3 separate regions of the Mus musculus genome follow, and all the other regions are linked to region 1. Evidence: chromatin contacts called from public HiCAR-type and HiChIP or PLAC-seq data. All regions are on one chromosome and are shown on one strand. The core of a region is the stretch at or near the end of the contact, and the rest is flanking DNA. Distances in the headings are between cores, read along the strand shown. Region 1 overlaps Rora (RAR-related orphan receptor alpha). Region 2 holds the start of Anxa2 (annexin A2). Region 3 overlaps Rora (RAR-related orphan receptor alpha).

What was found. HiCAR-type assays count read pairs that join an accessible place to other places. HiChIP or PLAC-seq counts read pairs in DNA pulled down with a chosen protein or histone mark.
Region 2: an H3K27ac HiChIP or PLAC-seq map of thymic regulatory T cells shows a contact between it and region 1, with 7 times the contacts expected there. The contact joins the promoter of Anxa2 here to the enhancer-like site in region 1. A contact is called at or near these places in 4 of 39 promoter capture datasets (hippocampal neurons, liver and pre-B cells), 1 of 115 datasets of contacts at active chromatin or transcription factors (thymic regulatory T cells) and 1 of 9 other capture datasets (embryonic stem cells).
Region 3: a contact with region 1 is called in a HiCAR-type map of Th17 cells, with 3 times the contacts expected there. The contact joins two enhancer-like sites. A contact is called at or near these places in 8 of 484 Hi-C or Micro-C datasets (Th2 cells, double positive thymocytes, embryonic fibroblasts and 3 more) and 5 of 115 datasets of contacts at active chromatin or transcription factors (Th17 cells, embryonic fibroblasts, fibro-adipogenic progenitors and 2 more).

What each region holds. Positions count from the first base shown.
Region 1 is chr9:68,968,310-68,971,098 of GRCm38.p6, reverse strand. The region is part of intron 1 of Rora (RAR-related orphan receptor alpha); the gene reads right to left. Among named protein-coding and RNA genes, the nearest start is that of Gm31262, 150 kb to the right of the region's middle. Within about 2 kb of position 1,453, at least 7 of the 459 cell types and tissues checked have an H3K27ac peak or open chromatin away from gene starts, as enhancers often do. A contact at or near this core is called in Th17 cells, regulatory T cell precursor and thymic regulatory T cells, where this site is marked.
Region 2 is chr9:69,452,349-69,455,137 of GRCm38.p6, reverse strand. Anxa2 (annexin A2) reads right to left here and starts at 1,455. Exons shown (of 13, transcript NM_007585.3): 1 at 1,399-1,455.
Region 3 is chr9:69,344,341-69,347,129 of GRCm38.p6, reverse strand. All of the region lies in intron 2 of Rora (RAR-related orphan receptor alpha), which reads right to left. Among named protein-coding and RNA genes, the nearest start is that of Gm15511, 19 kb to the left of the region's middle. Within about 2 kb of position 1,404, at least 16 of the 459 cell types and tissues checked have an H3K27ac peak or open chromatin away from gene starts, as enhancers often do. A contact at or near this core is called in Th17 cells, regulatory T cell precursor and thymic regulatory T cells, where this site is marked.

The sequences.
Region 1 (2,789 bases), core at 204-2,703:
TTCCACACAGGTTTTCTCCTTTTTTAGTAGATATTGATAGAAATAAACATGTAAAGGATATGGCCATGGTATCTGCTACATGGTAAAATTATTCCTGTCTTCTTCCCTTAGGTCAGAAAAACCTCATGTATCCATGTATGCCCACTGCATGTTTGACACAAAAACCACGCCTAAGTGGGATACACATACAAAACACTGCTTCATGCTTTTTATTCCACAGTGAACACTGATTTTCTTGTCTTACTGGGAAACTTAAAAAAAGATTTTTTGATTCATGATATTCTTCATGATTCAGTTGTTTTTCTTGTTTGTTTGTCTGTCTGTTTTTACAACCTACACATCCTAAAGAAACATTTATTTTATTTATTAAAATACTGTTTATATCCCCCAATTTAATAGGTTTTTGAAAAATGACATATTTAAACTAAAGGAAATTCCTCTTCCAATTTATTGTTAAATAGTCACAAGTACCTTCTAGTGAGACACATGTGACTGGTGGGTACCACACAACTTTTTAGACCTTGCCATCACATTGGAAACCCACACCCTCAATTCCTATTCCATACTGATTTTCTTGATGTCACACTTGACATTATAGTGATTGCCCAAAACCCCAGTTTTGCACTGTTGTGACATCATTAAATGTAGAGGACTCCAGTAGTGGAACTGTGAGCTCCTTGAACAAGGCGTTCACATGAGTCTGACAGATGTCACAAATCACTGTTTTCCTCCACTGTTTAAATATTTCCTGGCACCCCTCTGAGTATGCAGTAAGACACAGGGGCTCATTGCCTGGGAACCAGGAGACTAATCAACAAGAATGAGTCAGACTCTCCTATGCCACTGTTTGAGAAATATGAATGAGACTACCCCAGACGTAACCCTGAATCACAGCAACTTTCGGGCACGCCATTTGAACTCATTCTTTCCATAATTTTTCGTTTATAATATGCCTTAAATATTTTTATTTTTTTTAAGTGTGTGTGAGAGTTTTGAATGCCTGTTGTGCACCTGCATGCGCTCATGAAGCGTGGATGTCAGAGCCTGACACTTAGCATCGCCCTTAGTAGATCTCCATCTTATTTTTCGAGACCAGGTCTCTCACGTGGAGCTTGTTGATTTGGCTAGGCTGGATGGCCAGTGAGCTTCAGTGATCCCCTGGAGCTGAGGTTTTACACACATACGCACACACACACATACACACACACACACACACACACACTGTTACTCCCAGGTTTTTCTATGGGTGCTGGGGATCATTAAAACTTAAGTCTTTATGCTTGCATAGTAAGCACTTGACCCATTGATTTATCAACACAAAGCACTATAAATATCACACACACACACACACACACACACACACACACACACACACACACACACACTCCAGTCATCTTAACAGTGTCATATAGTCAGATAAGGTCAGACTTTTGGAGATTCTGACAAGTCCTTGCTCACGTCAGTTTTAAGATTAGCAAAGGTCACCTCAGCATAGCTGTATGCTTATCAGGTGGTTCTGTGCTGTGCTCAGCTTCTTGTACTCTTATTTCAGACACGGAAGGGAATCTCCTTTACACGTGGGGATAGTACAACACCCGAGCCTCCGACCCTAAGTCTGCTGTTCTGAACTTAGCTGCAGGCAGAGAGAAGCGCCAGGCTTCTCTGTCCTTTACTAAGAACAGGCTTCACCTTTTCTCACTAAAACTCCATCCTGGGTCATTTTCTAGGTATCATACGGTGAAAAGAAAGTGTTAGCCTTGTTCTAGAAGAGGAACTGGGGCAGGGCTGCTTTTCTCACTGCTCTGACAAAATATCTGGCAAGAGGAACCTAAAAAAGGAAGGGTCTGTTTGACTCCAAGTTCAAAGGTACAGTCCACCATGGTGGGGAATGCAGGACAGCAGCTGCAGCTGGTCACACCACAGCCGCAGTCAGTGAACACAGAGGAATACTAGGGCTCGGCTCACTTTGTCCTTATTCAGTGTCGGATAGATAAGCCCTTAGAATGGCACTGCCCCACCCACCTCAGTTAACCTCATCTAGAAACTCCCTCATAGAAATGTCTAGAAGCTTGTTTCCATGGTGATGCTAGATCCTGCCATGCTGGTGGTCAGTAGTAATTATGACAGAGAGAGAAAGAGAAAGGAAAGTTATGTTAGTTAACACTTAATGATTACCTGAGAAGAAAGGGGCTTGACTTAAAGTCTCTGTCATTTCTGTGTCCCAAGTATGCAAATATTCCCACCATGGATGGGTGATGTCAATGAATTTGGGGTTAAGAAGTGGCTATCACCTCCGAACAGAAGATTTCATATTTTCTCTTCCTCTCCTTTATCTTCCTCCTCCTCTTTCTTCTCTCCCCCTCTCTCATTTTTTTTAACTCCTCTGGTTTTTTTTTTTTCCACATAGGATTTCATGCAGTGCACGCTGGCCTTGAACTTGCTGTTTATCTGAGACAGACCTTGAACTTCTGATCCTCCTGCTTCGACCTCCCAAGTGCTGGAATCACAGGTAAGACATGAGTCACCCACCACACCTGGCTTATGCAGTCCTGACAAGTAAATCCAGGGATTCACGCATGGGAGGCAAGCACTTTACCACAGGATCCACATTCCCTAACCCCTTTCCTTTGCTTCTACGGCAGCCTGTGGAAGGCTTTGACTCAGGGCACATGTGTGCTTCAACTCTTGGCTCAAGTTTCATATATATCCTAATTGAAAAAAATTAATCTAAAAAAATAAGGTTGGAGATGTGTGTGTGTGTGAGAGAGAGAGAGAGAGAGAGAGAGAGA
Region 2 (2,789 bases), core at 206-2,705, 480 kb before region 1:
TTTGTTGGGGTTGGGCAGGGAAGTGGCTTCCCGAGTCCAAGTTGCAGACCCACCTAATTATACTCCTGAGTGTTTCAGGCTGAGGATCTTGAATTCCAAGAGTTTATGGTTGCTTTTAAGGGCTGGAGTTGAATATGGCATAATAGTTCACACATGAATAGCTTTTTCAAGTTCTGGGAATGAAGTTCAACCTACTACGGTACTCTACCAATTACCAATAAGCTTGATCGTGATCATAAGCTCATGGTTTTTTTCTTTTCTCTCTCTCTCTCTCTCTCTCTCTCTCTCTCTCTCTCTCTCTCTTTTTTTTTTTTTTTTTTTTTTTTTGGTAGTTGGGTTTTTCCCCCTACAGGAATCTCACTTACTATGTAGCTCAGGTCGGATTCAAAAGGGATCTTGCTGCTCCAGTCTTCTGAGTGTTGAGATTACGGCTCTGTCTCAAGTAACAGTTATTTTGTTGCCTTTGCTTTGCTTTTACATTTGCATGACACTGTTTCAGTACGCTTTATTTAGCTATTTTTGAATGAACTTGTTTTCGGAAACCTTCAATAACTCAGTGTGAGTGGCGCTATCAACAGCAGAGTTCGGAAACCACTTTCATAGATAAAGAAACTTCTCCAACCACAGCCCTCCGCGCCAGCTTTGGAACCTGAGGCCCAGGAACCACGCCCTTTTCTATAGACCCTATCAACTGATTCATGGTGGCATCAGCACAGTCAAGGCAACGTTCCCTACAACCACCCGGGGACACTTCCTTCTGCACACATTCTAAGCGAGCCACAAACTCCCCAGAAGAAATGAAGTCTGAGGTCGCTGACCTAGCAGACAATCTAGCGTTCATGACGAAGACTGAGTTGAGATTGTAAAGAAGGGCACCCAGTAGTCAAGACTTGAGGTTCTGGTGCCCCCTGGACCTCCCCCAGGTACCCTGCTCCGACTCCACAAAGGCACGTCCCTCAGTTGCAAGGAAATTCACCTGAAATTGCAGAAGTTACGGTCCAGAGTGAGAGAACGCAGTGCGGAAAGCGAAGTGGGACTTCTCACTGCTGGGCCGGAGGCTCCCCCAGCGGCCACACCCAGTCCCCCTCCTGACATCTAGCACGTCTGGAATGCCGCCCCCTCGGCTCCCCGCCCCACAAAGGGTCTCCCCGTTCCGAGGAAACCTCAAGGGGAAGCACGCCCCGACCCCTGCGCCCCGACCCCTCAGGAGAGTGGCATGCAAAGAGCACGGTCACTTGCGGGACACTTTGCAACTCTGTTGCAGGGCCTCGCAGATCACCGGGTGGAGTGGGTCCCTCTCCGTGCCTCCCGGGGTCCCCATCGCCGGAGCCTGCCCGCTCCCCGTTCAGCACCGCAACCCCGAGGCCATAGCGGGCGACCGGGCCGCGCCCCACTTACCTGGGCCGGGCACGTATCGCTGAGAGCCTCCCTTGAAGCGGAGCAGCCCGGCTGGGCTGGGTGGGGCTTTTATACCCGCCCCATCCTCCCAGCGCGAGGCCGCCCCACATCCCCTCCCTCCCCGGCCTGTTCCCACCCTGCTGGGTGACTCATCCAACTTGGAACGTAGCCCAAGCCCAGTCCTGCCCTACGTGACAGCTCCACCGCCTCCCCAGGCCCTACAAGTATCCACCCATTTCCCCCGCCCAAATCCCCTTACTCCTAGAGTACAGGGCCCTGCTCAGGCTGGCTCTGGGTTATTAAGATTTCAGCTGCTTGGCTTGCCCAACTCACTTCTTTTGCTTTTAAAAGGCTTCTAGGCAGCGAGGTAATGGAGGGTAGAATTGTTTCAAGGCGCATATATTTGGATTCCTCTGAACTGGGCCGTTGGCACCCAGCTCTCCATCACTGTCTGCAAACATATTAGCTTAACCTCTGGTCACCAGCTGGAGCAGTGTGAGGAGGGTGTTCGCTTGGCCCTGCTTTACACAGTCTACTCCGCCTTGTAAATCAAAGCGGAGAGGCCTCTAACCAGCTAGGGAGACTAAGAGGTAAGGCTAGAAGGTACCTCCTTCCCCCAGTACTCCAATACACCCCAGGTCCTACGGTCTTTTCCTAATTGTAGGTTATTGAAGGTTTTTCCCCCTTCTCATTCCTTGACAAACTGTTTCTCTGGGTCATATTGTTTCTTTTCTAGCTTGCTTTTCCAGGAAACAACGCAGTAGTGAACTGTGTTTGTGGGTGACTGTTCACACCGCATTAAACTTCAAGCTAGCAAGAGAGCTGGAAATACCTTAAACACTAGTTTTGGTTCTTTTGTTTTGTTTTGTTTTGTTTTGTTTTTGTTTTTCAAGGCAGGGTTTCTCTGTATAGATCTGGTTGTCTGGAGACTAGGCTCGTCTGGAATCAGAGATCTGCCTGCCTCTGCCTCCCCAGTGCTGGAATTAAAAGTGTACACCACCACCGCTGCCCAGTCACACTAGGTCTTTCAACTCCGTCCTTGCAGAGTCTACCTCTCTGCTTTCTCTAGGTTCTAACGATTCTCTTCCATCTAGTTGTGTGTGCTTGTGGTTCACTCGTATCACACGTGGTCACGTGTATCACACATGACCTGCAAGGCGCTGTCAGCCTCTAGGATGCTGTCCCTTCAGAGCACCCACCTTGGCCCAGCTTGTTATTTGAGACAAGGTATCTCTTTGGCCTGGAGCTCACAAATTAGGCAAGATTGGTTGGCCAAAAAGCCTTCTACCTGAACTTGGAACAGAACTCAGGTTCTTAAGCTACAAGATCTTAGGCCACTATCTTCCCAGCCCTGGTCCCTTCTGATATCAACATCTGTTTATACTTTCCAC
Region 3 (2,789 bases), core at 155-2,654, 380 kb before region 1:
CCCAGAATGCTCTGTTGTGCTACATTTACATTCCAAAGCTTTCACCACTGGCTATTACCACAGCACATCACCTACCAAGTCAAAAACACAGGATAGCAAGTTCCATAGTCAATTTCATCTTATGCAATATCTAGGCAGCTTTATGCCTCTCACAAAGCAATGGTCTCATCCAGGGACTCTGTTGTGCAATGTATACAATACACACACACATACACACATACACATATGCACAAACATATAGCCTACTGTCTTCTGATGAAATACTATATCCAGGGATATGTATTTTCTGTAACCACTGACTTTGGTACTTGATGCACTGATGTAATAACATATCCAAATATTCAAAACTACTGAGTTTATTATAAACCAAGCAAACCTGCTAACTCCCAAGAAGATGAGCATAAGTGTTGTGCTGACTGCCAGCTATTCTAGAAGGATGGTCCTTTCCTGTGTAATTTTTTTCAGCACCGTATCCCATGTTTGTTCATCCAAGATTTGGTTGTGATGTGTGTGGGTGTATGCATGTGACAGCGATGCCTCCAGAGACCAGAGGAGGGCATCCTGTTCCCTGTCGCTGGAGTTTGTCCACCACAGGGGGCAGGAACCCAACTCAGGTCCTTTTAGAAGAGCAGCAAGCACTCTTTTTTTTTGTTGGTTTTTTTTTTTTTTTGTTTGTTTGTTTGTTTTGTTTTTGTTTTTTCGAGACAGGGTTTCTCTGTGTAGTCCTGGCTGTCCTGGAACTCACTCTGTAGACCAGGCTGGCCTCGAACTCAGAAATCTGCCTGCTTCTGCCTCCCAAGTGCTGGGATTAAAGGCATGCGCCACCATGCCTGGCCTGCAGCAAGCACTCTTAACCACTGAGGCATCTCCCCTGCCCAGAGTTAGAGACAGTCCAGAATCTCACTCAAATTCTTTGATATCATCTGGAGGCCTACTGCCTCCTAACGGTACTCCTGCAACTTAGAATGCTTAGAGTTGTATTAATAAAAAAAACCCTATTTCCAGCCTCGCTTGCTTGACTTCCTTGGGTCACACAGCATAAGGCCTCATATTAAGTGTTCCTCTCAATATCTTTGTTAGAGTCATAGGAAAGGCTGTGCTTAGCCTCAGTGGGCAGTGCAGGCTAAAGAATCAGAATTAGTGAGAACAAGCTTCTCCAGGCACCTCACAGGCGGGGACTGAAGGGTCTCTGTAGAACAAGGTTCAGCTCTTCTGTGTGGTCGGATTAATCTGCTCTGCTAGCTGACCCCCTGCAAGGCTGTCTTATCTCAGAAGATAATTTCAGCTGTGCGTGCTCTCTGGGAGATGAAGAAAATGCACCTGCGCCTACCACAAGCCCTCTGAATGTCATCTGATGACACATGTTGACATTCTCACAGCAAACATTCACGACCGGGAGCAGGGCCCTTACTCACCTCTCTGTTCAATATCCCCAGCATGCAGAAGCCCTCCCCGGCCCTACTGCCATTCAACAGACAGACTCAAATGAATCACAGAGGGGAAAATCAGAGTCTTAGCCTCCCAGATACTTCATAACATGGCCATTTCAACAAGAATGATAAAAATCCCTTCACACCCCCTCCCCCAAATCCATCCAGCCTTTCCATTCTCAACCATGACTCTTTCAGCACAAATGCTGTGTCTTAGCCCCTGTATCTACTACACACGTGAACTCAGCCAGCATTCCAAAGGATGTTCTCTGTCAGATACCACCACGGTTGACAATCACATGGACACAGATTAATCTACAGCACATGTGGATTCCTCCCAGCCAATATCATTGAGCAGTAGACCACTAGAAAGCAGATATGGCTGTATGGTTCCAGATTAGCCTTGCAGGGAACAATCTTGCTATGAACATTTATCTGCTCCCCCACCCCACCCCAAATCCTACTGTCTAAATAATTTGCTCTGTGCACTCTAAGTAATTCAGGCAGGATCTCCACACTGGCAGAGGCAGATTTCTGGAGCTGACGAGTGACAGCCTGGGAATGCCAGTGTGCCAGTTAATCCATGTGATCCTTGAGCAGGGTGCTCAGCACGCTATGCTTTTTATTTCTAATCGATGGGAGAGGCAGGCATTGGTTCCTCCTATGGGTGAGAAGATTGTTTAAGAGCAAATGCAACTCTGGGGCCTGCAAAGTGGCTCAGAGGAATAAGGCCTTTGACACCAAATCTGATAACTCGAGTTCAGCCCCTAGGATCCACACGGTAAAAGAGACATGACTCCTACAAGTCGTCCTCCGACCACCGTATGTGTGCCTATACGCACACAAAATATAGAAACAATTTCTCATACAGTCCTGCCAAGCCAAACCACCTGAACAATAAATATCCATGAGCTTGCCCTTGGTCCATAATCATTCATGGAGGATCAAGAGACACTCCCTCAGCAACTGGAAGAAGCCTACATCTTAAAGGAACTCATGCCAGTAGCCTGTCCTGGGAATTACCTGCCTAGCATATAGCTGAAGGTCACCATTCGCAGTTTAGGCTACCCTCTCTGTTTTGCAGAATTCCAGGTAGAATGCTTGACCGTCCAGTGACTCACCTCAAGTTACCGTTCTTAAGCCTAAGCACATTAGTTAACCCCTCTGATCCCAGCTTCCCAGTTGAAGATACAGGGTAGGAACGGTGGCCCTTCTGAGCTGTTTCAACGTGGTGGTCGTTTGATGCATGCACACCCCACATTTTTTTTTCAGACTCCACATTTGATAACTACTAGTTATTTTTACTGTTGTCGTTGATACAGAGTCCTGCCTTATAGTGGAATGAAATTCTTTCCTCTA